4 separate regions of the Mus musculus genome follow, and regions 1, 3 and 4 are each linked to region 2. Evidence: chromatin contacts called from public promoter capture Hi-C data. All regions are on one chromosome and are shown on one strand. Each heading gives the region's core, a stretch centred on a gene start, on an enhancer-like site or on the middle of the called end of the contact. The rest is flanking DNA. Distances are from core to core; before and after follow the strand shown. Region 1 holds the start of Trim28 (tripartite motif-containing 28). Region 2 holds the start of Napa (N-ethylmaleimide sensitive fusion protein attachment protein alpha). Region 3 holds the start of Zfp128 (zinc finger protein 128). Region 4 holds the start of Rps5 (ribosomal protein S5).

Evidence for each region. Promoter capture Hi-C pulls out the DNA fragments that hold promoters and counts their contacts.
Region 1: a promoter capture Hi-C map of second pharyngeal arch cranial neural crest shows a contact between it and region 2. The contact joins the promoter of Trim28 here to the promoter of Napa in region 2. A contact is called at or near these places in 3 of 39 promoter capture datasets (the HPC-7 cell line, cranial neural crest and second pharyngeal arch cranial neural crest).
Region 3: a contact with region 2 is called in a promoter capture Hi-C map of pre-B cells. The contact joins the promoter of Zfp128 here to the promoter of Napa in region 2. A contact is called at or near these places in 3 of 39 promoter capture datasets (cranial neural crest, maxillary cranial neural crest and pre-B cells).
Region 4: a contact with region 2 is called in a promoter capture Hi-C map of second pharyngeal arch cranial neural crest. The contact joins the promoter of Rps5 here to the promoter of Napa in region 2. A contact is called at or near these places in 3 of 39 promoter capture datasets (cranial neural crest, embryonic stem cells and second pharyngeal arch cranial neural crest).

Annotation. Positions count from the first base shown.
Region 1 is chr7:13,022,771-13,025,558 of GRCm38.p6, reverse strand. Trim28 (tripartite motif-containing 28) reads right to left here and starts at 1,407. Exons shown (of 17, transcript NM_011588.3): 1 at 498-1,407; 2 at 143-255. The coding sequence starts at 840. Gm31649 reads left to right here and starts at 970. Exons shown (of 1, transcript XM_006540453.4): 1 at 970-1,851. The coding sequence starts at 1,014. The coding sequence ends at 1,559.
Region 2 is chr7:16,097,198-16,100,030 of GRCm38.p6, reverse strand. It overlaps Napa (N-ethylmaleimide sensitive fusion protein attachment protein alpha), which reads right to left and starts at 1,451. Exons shown (of 11, transcript NM_025898.4): 1 at 1,257-1,451. The coding sequence starts at 1,354.
Region 3 is chr7:12,879,928-12,882,726 of GRCm38.p6, reverse strand. It overlaps Zfp128 (zinc finger protein 128), which reads right to left and starts at 1,549. Exons shown (of 4, transcript NM_153802.4): 1 at 1,367-1,549. The coding sequence starts at 1,432.
Region 4 is chr7:12,920,867-12,923,650 of GRCm38.p6, reverse strand. Rps5 (ribosomal protein S5) reads right to left here and starts at 1,340. Exons shown (of 6, transcript NM_009095.2): 1 at 1,263-1,340; 2 at 570-678. The coding sequence starts at 677.

The DNA.
Region 1 (2,788 bases), core at 158-2,657, 3.1 Mb after region 2:
AATTCATACAATGCACTCAAATCTGTGCCGCCCTCCCAGACACTGAGACCGCATAAGGATACAATCCAAACTAGTGAAGATGGTGAGAGGCTCTGGAAAAGGTCACGCTTCCCTCTTCCCCAAGATTTCCCACAGGACATACCTGGTTAGCATCCTGGGAATCAGAAGAGGCCTTACTGCCACTATCACGCATAAAATAATTCTCCACGATGTCTTTGGAGTAGCACTGCTGTTTGCACACTGGACAATCCACCACTGCCAAGATAAAAATGGGAATGCATGCACACCCTCTGATTTCTTGACATCTCCCATCACATTCTGCACCTCGGTGTCCAGACCTGGTAACGGGCATTGGCAGAGGCCAGGACCCGTTCCCCGCCCCCTCTTAAACCAGCAGGCCTACTTAACCCTACCCGGGCCCCCATACTCTCGCACAGGCGCAGTCCCGAGCACGGGCTGCGAGGAGGGGGAGGGGCACCTGGCCACCCAGTACTCACTAGCGCCGTCGCCCGCCGAGCCGCCATCCCCCGAATTATTCGCTGCGGCGGGTGTAGCGGGGCCCAGGCAGGCACTGCAGGCCGAATGTAGACAGGGCAGCAGCCGAGGATCCCGCTCGGGCCGCAGGCGCTCGCGACACACGCCGCAGTGCTCCAGAAGCTCCTGCGCCTCGCCACCGCCCCCCGCAGGGGACGACGCGGCTGCAGAGGCCGCCGCGGCTGAGGAAGCAGCCGGACGCTTCTCACCGCCCGCCGAGCCCTCGCCCGACCCTGGGCTACCAGAGGCCGCCGAGGCGGCCGTCGCGGCCGAGGCCGCTGCAGTCGCTGCCGCCGAGGCCGCCATTCACACGCCGCCGGGGGGGTGGGGGGGCCGCCCAGGGGAGGAGGGGCACGGAGCCCGCTGCGCAGGCGCAAGTGCGCTCGCCGCCAACGGCCAGGCAGCCGCCGATGCCGCGAGGCCGAGCGCCGCCACGCGTCTCCTGGGCCGACGCCCGCCGCGCCCCAGGCGCTGTCGAGATGCGGCCAAGCCGCTGGCTGCGGGCCTCTGTACAGACGACGGCGCCGCCACCAGCGCCGCCTCCTCCCTCGCTTCTGAGACACTCGCGCCGCAAGACTTGCGAACAACCGCCTGACCGCGCGCCGCTCGCAGAAAGAGCCGCGGCCTGGAGGCGGGACAGAAATATCTGGCGCCGACGACGCCGCGCACGCGCGTTGGGCACCGCAGCCTGGGGGCGGGGCGCAGATTACGCACGCGCCAGGGCCCTCCCTTCCACTCGCTGCCGCCCCTCTAGATCCAGAGTAGCAATGCTGCTGGTGAGGAATTCACCCGCAGAGTGCGTGCTTGACGTCTCCCATGCCCACCGCACGGTGCACCCAGGCTGGCAACCCGCGTGCTTGAGCGCGCAGGTCCTGCAGAGCCGAACCTTAGGCCCCGCCTCCTCAGCAGGCGTGGCGACGTCTGCAGCGGCAGCCTGGCCTATAGTCGGGGAAGAGGGGCGGGACAATACAGGGTGGGCGGGGCCACGGCAGAGCAAAGCGCCGGAGCCCAGGTGGAGGGGGTGAGGGGGTCTTTGCCAGGAAGTTCCCGCCGAACGTGGAGGCGGTCTTAACCCAAACTTTCTTATTGTTAAACTCGGGAAGCAGAAAGTTGTCCAAGTCAAACCGCAGATCACAGAGAGATACTGCGAAGCCATTCTGTAAAACTCTGCCCAGTCCTTCGAAAGCCCCTTCTGTGTTAGTCCTCTGCTATACTGATTTTAGTGTGATTTCTTTTTTCTTTTTTTTTGTGTGTGTGTTAGGAGAACTGAACATTTAACGCTAAGGAATTAAAGTTGGATCTGATTGATAAATCTTATCTGAGGGAGAAATAAGACCTGGGGAGGAATCTTGACTGAGGAGCTGGACCTAGGTTGAAGAATCTGATCTAAGGTAGAGGATAGCAGGATCAAGTGCGGCTAAGCGTTTCATCTCAGAAGCAGGATCAATGTGAAAAGGCAACCTGTCCCCCTTCCCAAACACTGCCGTGCTGAGAGTGGATGCCTCTGCAGCCTTGCAGTGCACTGGCAATCCGTTCGCCAGTCTGGATCTGGGCTACAGTGAGTTGTTGCCCGCAAGCAGTTCCAAGGCTCTCAACGGCAAGAGGCTACCCCTTCCGCGCGGAACCAGGTGTTCACCCACGTGGCAGCGGAGAGACGAGGAGTATCCCGCCACTGTCCCGGGTGTGGCCTTTGTTCCCAATCAGGCTGGGGGCCCAAGGCTTTGCCCCGCCCCAGCCTTTGTTCCTTCCTCGGCAGTTCAGCGCTCACCCTTCGGCGGGCCACGCCCCCACCAGACCCAGCCTCTGGACTCTCACTTCCTACCTCAAGAAAGGAGGGTATGATCTGGAAGCTGGCAAAGCAAGCACGGGGTTGGGGGGCGGGGGGAGTGCGGGCTCCCCGTAGAAATATTTGCGGAGTATTTTCACGGACTGCTGGGACTGGACTCACCAGGATAGGGTGCCTGTGAACCACGCCTACCTCAACCCCGGGAGCAGACTTTAGGGTACCAGAGACACAAGGGCAAAGTAAATAAGTGATGGGGCCTGGGAATTTGAATGGGTGGCAGACCGCTTGCTTGCCTAGGCTGTACGAAGCTGTATCCCCACCACACCAGAACCACGGCAAGGGGTGGGAAAGAGCGGTGATGGAGGCCTGTGAGACGGCTCAGGAACACTTGCCACCAAGCCTGACCACATGAGTTTAATCACCAAGACCCCAAAGTACAAGGAAAGAACCAACTCCCTCAGATTGTCC
Region 2 (2,833 bases), core at 202-2,701:
AACTTCTTCCCTTGTGAAGACTGAAGAAACACACACACACACACACACACACACACACACACTCACACTCTCTCTAATGAAACATTCTCATCTAACTGACATAGCCTGTCATTAACCAGATGTCTGTGCAGCAGGTATAAACATTTTTCAAGTTCCTTTGCTAAACATTATCTGATGGCAAACAACAAGGGATGGCTTCATCCTCTCCCTCCCCTTCATGTCTTTCTGTCCTCACCCAGCTTATAACAGTCTCTCCCAGAGCTTTCCCCAACTTCCTGGTTGTCTTCTGTATCCTTCCATCCTTGCTTTGGAGGCTTCTGATTTTGTGTCCTACCCCTGCACAGCTCTTCCTCAACACCTGCCTGGACCTTTCCCCAGTGTTCCTCTCTGCCTGTTCCTTCAAGAGCTTTGCCTGCTGCCATGTAGTGTCGTCTCCCCCTACCCCCTCCTATATCCCAAGGCTCTGGCCCTCTCCCCAGACCCCTCAAGCACTCCAATTCCTACCATCTTGGTTTCCCCATCAGCATCTTACACTCTCTGAGTCTGCTTCTTCCTGCCTGATGAGCCTTTCAGAGGGCCAGACTCAATTCTGAGCACAGTACACATAGTTTATACTCATAACAAACTTCTGCAGTTAGTTTTTACCAACAAGCCCTTTCAGAGAGACCTACTCCCTTAAGATAAAGAAACCTCGGAATCGCATCCCAAGCATGGGTTCTGCTGCTCCTAAGTTAATATGGCTGAAGATGGCAAACTTGCATAAACTTTGTGTGAGGTATTTGCCACCTCCTGGGTGTGTTCAGACTCCAGACTTGAGGACCACCTAGTAGGCGGTGGTCCTACCACCCTAATGATTCTCTTGTGTGCCTCATCCTCCCATCACCATTGTCTTGGCTAAAACCAGTGTCACTGTCCATTCATGCTTGTTCCCCAAGCACAAGTCTCCACCTCTCAGTCCAGGCCTCGCCATCAGTCACTCTTAGCAGGGCCCCACTCACCCTCACACCTCGTACTCCGGCTCATCATGCCCAAGGACGCCCCAGCCCGGGTCCCCTCGGTCTGGTGTCCTCACCCCGGCAGCCTGGGCCGCACAGATCCACGGGCACCGGCCTGGGAAAGGCGCGGCCACCAGTCAGCGGGTGTCGTCAGCCATAGGGCCACGGCCAGGGCCTGCAAGGCCGCTGAGGGGCTCCCAAAGTGCAGAGCAGAAGAGCCCGCTCTTCCCCGCCTTGGGCCCAGCCTCGCCCATTGCTCACCCAAAGAGGCCGGAGAAGAAGGACTGCGAGTTCTTCACCTTGCGCTCCGCTTCAGCCAGCAGCGCCATAGCCTCAGCCTGCTTCCCGGAGTTGTCCATGACGTCGCGCAGCTGCTCGGCTCAGGCCCGACACAGCCTGGCGACGACTCACAGGCCCCGGACACCGCGCACTCAGCGGAGCTCCGCCCGCTGCGTTGACGTCACCCAGGCCTGCCACCCCACGTGAACCCTGCGAACCAACCAGTGGGCTCAAGCTGCGAGGCACTCTCCTCCCGGCACGCCCCCTCCGGCTACCGCACTCAGCACCTTGACCCCCCCCCCCCCAACACGTGAGCACACGCCGCTAGCCTCCTGGAACCCCCACAAGCGCATTGCCACGTGACACCAAATAAGCCAATCATAAGCCCGAACCGCCAAGAGCCCACCGCCCCCAAAGCGCGACCTTTGACTCCCTCCAACCAATCAGCAGGCTCTATAGACTTGTTCTGCCACGCCTCGGCGGAACTGGGTCACACTAATCACCTGACCAGTGTCGCGGCGCTCATGTGACGCCTCTAGGTTCATGCTCCAGGTTTGACTGACCCAGCAGTTTAGCTCCGCCTCCTGTTTCGCTTTACGTCATAGTCACTTGGGAAAAAACTGTGCAGTGAAAACGAACCTTCTTACTCCCTCTGGCGATCGTCTCTAGAATTGGCTTGGGGAATCCAGAAGGTCTCCATTTCTAGCTGGATGGCTCAGCTGCTAAAGGCATTTGCTACCAAGTTTAACAACCATATTCCTATTCCTGGGACCCACATAGTAGAAGGTGAGAACTAGCTCCTCCAAATTGTTCTCTAACCTACACACACAATGCCTTTAGGGAGTATCTTGCAGTGCCACACACAGAATGTCACTAGATACTCAGTCCCATGTAAAAAGCTGGGTGTGTCAGCGGGCACCTGTAACAGGAATGGGTGGGTGGGAGACAGGCATATGCCTGGAGCTTGCTGGCCAGCCAGTCTGGCAGAATCAATGAGTTCCAGGGCCAGAGAGAGACCTGGTTTCGAAAACTAAGGTGCAGAACAACTGAAGAAGACTCCTGACATCAACCTCTGGCCTACACACACACACACACACACACACACACACACACACACAGTTAAAAATTAGTGGAAAAGTCTAAATAAAGCATGGACAGTCAGTTATTGACAGTGGTTCAGTATCTGTACTAAATACACTATGCTATAGTAAGAGCAACATCTTACTATAGGACAGAAACTGCTATGTGGGAACTAGCATAGGCTAGTTTTCTGTAAATCTACAGTTATTCTAAAGGTCAGTCCCCAGGGCCCTGCCCACAGTGATTCCAATCCCTATAGTGTGCTGTGGTGCAGGAATCTGTATCTCTTCTTTACTGAACTTCGCTGATTAGCAGGGAACATTTGAGGAAAGTGTTATGTGAGTTGGGTGTTGGGGACAGGAAAAGGCAAAAGACATCTTCCTCTGACCCTTTCCCATTGAACACTTCCCCAAATGTACCTGTGCTCATCATGACTGTACACTGACCTCAGAGCTGGTGAGTCTGGATGGCCACAAGCA
Region 3 (2,799 bases), core at 300-2,799, 3.2 Mb after region 2:
AACCATGCTGACTTCTATAACTGATAGGATACTGTGGAAATGACAGCATAAAGTCTGAGCTGAGGTCACAGGTGACAACACAGCTTCTACCTTGCCATCTTCTGGATCACACCACTCTATAGGAAACTTCACTTTACACAGTGAGACCTAAGTGCTTCATAGCAAGGCCTACAAGGAGAAACACTGAGTTCTCCTGCCAACAGCATGTGAATGAACTATCTTGACAGTGGGTCTTCTAGGCTCTGATAAGTCTCAAGTAATAACTGTTGGACTGTCATTTTGAATATAACTTTAAGAGCCTAGGGTAGATCCATAAACTAAGTCACTCTTGATTTCCTACCCCATCAGAAACCATGAAGTAGTGTTTATTTCAGGTCTCACTACGTTTTGTGTGTACTACCTGAAACACGACAACAGATTGATTAAACACACCTCTTTTCCCGCCCGTCTCATCGCTTACTCCTTGACAAACTGTCAGCCTCATGACGGTTACCTGAGACTTGACTGGGGCTGGCGAATCCACCTTCACTATGGCTCATTCATATAGCTGTTGATAGGCCTCAGTTCTCAGTTCTACACTCTGGTCACATTTCATGAAAAACTGAGATGACATGAATCTGATCATTTGCAATCTAAGACTATCATAAGCTTACTTTTCACACCAAATGTAATTAACGCAAATTTCCCCCAAGCAAACCAAATACCCACCTCCTGACCTCCAGAGCATAATTTCAAAGTTGCAGAACTTATGTATGAAATGGTCTTGGCTTCTGCTAGGTGAACTACGGTGAACAGAATAAGCAATTTGTCTACAAGTGCAGACTTTGATGATCAGGAGCTAGACAAACACTGATAGCCACACCTACCAGTTTTCCCAAGGCCCAGAAGGGCGTGACCCTTACTAGTTACTTCTGTTTTCCTAACTTGGTACCTCTGCCCCGTGAAGTTATGCCTTACTTGCAAAATAGGGGTCATGGTGCGGAGGTTCCCTTAAAAGTCGGTTGATTCTGCGCCTTAGGACATGTTTTGAGGACCGTACCCGCAATGTGGTTGCTCTGTAATGCTAGCCAGTCACCTGTCATCTCCGAGAACCGTCTTTCGGGATAAATGGGAGGGCGTTGGCCAGAGTGGGATCGAACCCCTGAGCAGAGCCTGTCAGTCCTCAGGGAAATGACCACCCTCCTCCCCTCCACCCCATGGCACGCAGACAGGAGGCTGAAGCATGCACACAGAGGGAACTAGATTTGGACCCAGGCTCGGAGGCTGAGCCACAGCGCTTGTTTCTCTTGTGGAAAAAGCGCCGCGGGTTACAGGTCACTCTGTCGGGGACAGCAGGACTCGGAGTCCAATCTGTCCTTTTTGTTACCTGAAGTTGTGTTGCTTGCGGCCGCGAGGCCATTGCCACTGTTGCTGCTTTGTCCTGGTGGTCCATTCCAGGCCAACAGGTTAGCCACAGACGTCCAAGGACACCCTAATTTTAAACTCAGCCCCGTCCTGGGGACCACCCGACTGGCCTCCCGCTGGACAATGGCGGCAGCGCCAGGGACACTGAGACTACAATTCCCAGAAGGCCACGCGCCGAGACGCAGCACTTAACCAATGGAAGCTAGCGCCAGCCCAACGTTGACCAATCGGGGAAGGCCTGGCCTCTGGTCTAAGGGAGTGCAACCACTCACAGGTCTTGTTTAAGGATCAGGTCTGGGTACCAGCAGAGGTCAGCTTACATTCCGTTACCTGCGGGTGCGGGCATCACTTGGGCTTCGAGTTGCCTGGAAAATAATCCTCCCGCCCTGACGGCTGAGTTCAGGGCATATATGCATCTGCACCGTGAGTTGGGCGCGCAGCGGCAAGGTCTTGGTGTTAGAATTGGTCAATCTGACCTGCTGCTGGAATTTTTTGTTTTGTTGGTTTTTTTGTTTTGTTTTGTTTTTTGGTTTTTTGGTTTTTCGAGACAGGGTTTCTTCTCTGTATAGCCCTGGCTGTCCTGGAACTCACTTTGTAGACCAGACTGGCCTCGAACTCAGAAATCTGCCTGCCTCTGCCTCCTGAGTGCTGGGATTAAAGGCGTGCACCACCACACCCGGCTGCCCGGCAGGCAGATTTCTGATTCCTGCCCAGTCTGGTGTACAGAGTGAGTTCCAGGACAGCCAGGGCTACAAAACCCTGCCTTGAAAAGGGAAAGAAAGAAGGAAAGAGAGAAAGAGGAAAAGAGAGAAAGGAAGGAAAGAAGGAAGGAAAGAAGGAAGGAAACAATGGGCTTTTGCTAGTTTTCACTAGGTTGATGATGTAATAGAAAAAGACCAAAAATACACTATACCCTTAAAGAGACAGAGACTATCAGGTGTAGAACAGCAGGCTCTGCCCTTCCTCCACTATCCCCACTCCCCAGTACTGGATATTGAACCTAGGTCTTTATGCAAGAGTGGTAAGTGCTCTAATACAGAGCTGCAGTCCAGCAAACAGCAGGTCCTTTTATTCTCATCCTCCCTTCTCTGTCTCTCCCTCCTTTCAGCCTAGTAGTTTCCTTTGTTCTCTCCTGGCATCTTCCTCACCAGTCTGACAATGACAGTAGTGTCATAACTGGTGCTCTGGGTCTGGGCTGGGCATTTCTAGGTTCTTGGCCTCTTTTCCAAAGAATTGAATTTAAGAGCTTACAGAAAAAAAGTAAGATAATGTTATTTGAGTAAAAGTGAAATTACATATTATGTAGGTATGCTATTAAAGATTGACAATGAGTTATGGGAGTGAAGATTCTCAGTGTCCAGATTATTGCTCAGGGCTTCCTTTTATAGGGTTCAG
Region 4 (2,784 bases), core at 91-2,590, 3.2 Mb after region 2:
GTTATGAGGGCAAAGCAAATAGCTCCCATACTAACTTAGCCATAACAGTACCCATAGCCAACTGACATTTTTCAGGGGAGGGCAGCAGGGAACATTCATAGCACCAACTGGTCTCATACTCAAATTCCTCTTGCTGTAGGCTGATAGCAGCTTACCAACTGCTTTTGACAAGGGTGCCAACATGGTTCAGTTGACTAAAGCCATCTTTTCAATTGATACCCACTAACTGAATATACAAACGAAAGGGGACATCAAGTCAGGTGTAGTGGCACATGGGAGACAGAGGCAAGATCTCAAAGAGCTCCAGGCAGCCAGCAAGGGCTACACAGCAAGACCCTGACTCTGTCTCAAGAGACACACGATTAGAAAAATACGGGATAAAAACCACACTCTAACATCTTTTAGTGCCAGTTTGTATTAGGCGTGGGTGTAGCTGTCCAGTTATTGCTCTTCTACCTGTCTTGTACATCCACTGGTTGTTTTATGCCCTTTTCTGAACTAGAAGCTCATCCACACCTGGTCTCAATTAAAAAAATCATCACAAAGAACAATCATTAAGTTCCTTTTACCTGCAGAGAAATATCGTTGATCTGCACGTCATCAGTGCTCCATTTCCCAAAGAGCTTGATGTCAGGGGTCTCTGCCACCGCTGGTGTGGCTGCTTCCCACTCAGTCATCCTGGGGACAGGAGAATGGCAAGAAACCGTTACTGCCTAGACATGCTGGAGCAGTCACTCTGACCCCAAACTCTTCAGACGAACTCTCACTTTGTGGCAAACTGGGACATGAAGGGGAGACCCAGAAAGCTTTGAACAGCTCTCCAAACCCAGGAAAACCACTCAGGATTCTAAAGTAACTCGGCAGTCACCCCGCTAATCAGCTGGTACATGGACCACAGTATGATGGTTCATGAAGCCGTATACTCATCAGCTCCCATCAGATTTCCGTTGTGCACTTAGAACGTGTACTGAGCAAAAGAGTCATCACAAAACTAAGCAAACCTAGATTTATGTTTATGGTATATGACCCAAGTGATTTCCCTGGAGTCCCGTGTGTGCAAAGTATGAAGTCAAAACAGTGCAAACAAGAGGCGAAGACTAACTCGGCCCGTGCCGAGTTTCCCTAGGCACCCTTTTTCGCAGAGAAACGGTGAGATCCAAGCGGTCACGCCCAGGCTTCAGGTTCGGCCTCCGGCCCCCCAGATGTGCCTTAGAACACTCATGGTCACCTCTTCTGAACTCCGTGTCCCTCCGCAGCCTCACCTGAGGGCGCAGACTGGGCTTCTCAGTCGCTCGGCGTGGACCACGCGCCGCCCTGATACAGACAGGAAGAGGCCGCGCGCAGCGGACTAGCGCTTTTATGCAAAGCGAAAACTTCCGGGTCAGAGGTAGAGACGCACGCGCAGATGAAAACAGCGTGCTCACCAACCAATCAAGCGCTAGGATGAGAGGCGCCCTTTGAGCCGGGTAAAGCATGCGCACTTTTAGAAACAGCGCCACGCCCGTCTTCTGGCGGACCTCTGAAGTACTAGCTAGGCTTCTGAGTCGGCGCACATGCGCAGAAACTTTGGTGAGACCGACGCCGCCATATCTAAGTAGTGCTGACGTCCAGTCCACGCTCTCCGTAATTAGGCTGCAAAACCCAGGAACCATGGACGGTGGATTCTTAGCTAGGGCAACCAGCTCGGCTCACATTTTCTCACCAAAATAATGGAGTCGGGTCCTGTGGTTACCACCGATCCGGGTTCACAAGCACGGGCCCCACCCTCTCCCCTCCCGCAAGCCATGCTCGGCGGGTCCCAGGCTTCCGGTATGGGATCACTTCCTTTTTAATCACTCTGGCCACGCTTGTCTGGGCTTTTTTTCCTCAGGTTCAATCGCGGACAGTAGATTCCGACCGCCATTCGTGAACCTCCCCGGGGAGGGATACATAGAGGGGAGTCCTGGAGGGGTTGGCAGCCCGGGGATCTCCTAGGTGACTTACTTATCTGAGATCCCAGTGATTTGGTACTAATAAGGGAGAGACCTTGCCAGCAGGTTCACCCCCAGGGGTGGGTTTGTTTGTTTGTTTGTTTTGGAGACAGGGTTTCTCCTTGTAGCACCGGCTGTCCAGGAACTCGCTCTTTAGACCAGGCTGATTCATCTGCCTCTGCTCCTCCCAACTGCTGGGATGAAACATAAGGAGAGGAGGGAGGGGAGAGGAGAGAAGAGGAAAGAGGGAGGGAGGGAGGGAGGGAGGGAGAGAGAAGAGAAGAGAGAGAAGAGAGGAAAGGTGTCAGCAAACATAAGGAGAGGAGGGAGAGAAGAGGAAAGAGGGAGGGAGGGAGAGAGAAGAGAAGAGAGAGAAGAGAGGAAAGGTGTCAACAAACATAAGGAGAGAAGGGAGGGGAGAGGAGAGAAGAGGAAAGAGGGAGGGAGGGAGGGAGAGAGAAGAGAAGAGAGAAGAGAGGAAAGGTGTCAACAAACATAAGGAGAGAAGGGAAGGGAGAGGAGAGAAGAGGAAAGAGGGAGGGAGGGAGGGAGAGAGAAGAGAAGAGAGAAGAGAGGAAAGGTGTCAACAAACATAAGGAGAGAAGGGAAGGGAGAGGAGAGAAGAGGAAAGAGGGAGGGAGGGAGAGAGAGAGAAGAGAAGAGAGGAAAGGTGTCAACAAACATAAGGAGAGAAGGGAGGGGAGAGGAGAGAAGAGGAAAGAGGGAGGGAGAGAGAGAGAAGAGAGATTCTCACCCCGTTTTCTTCTCTATATCTCAGTTCATACCTTGTGTGTGTGGAGGGAGGGAAAACTGG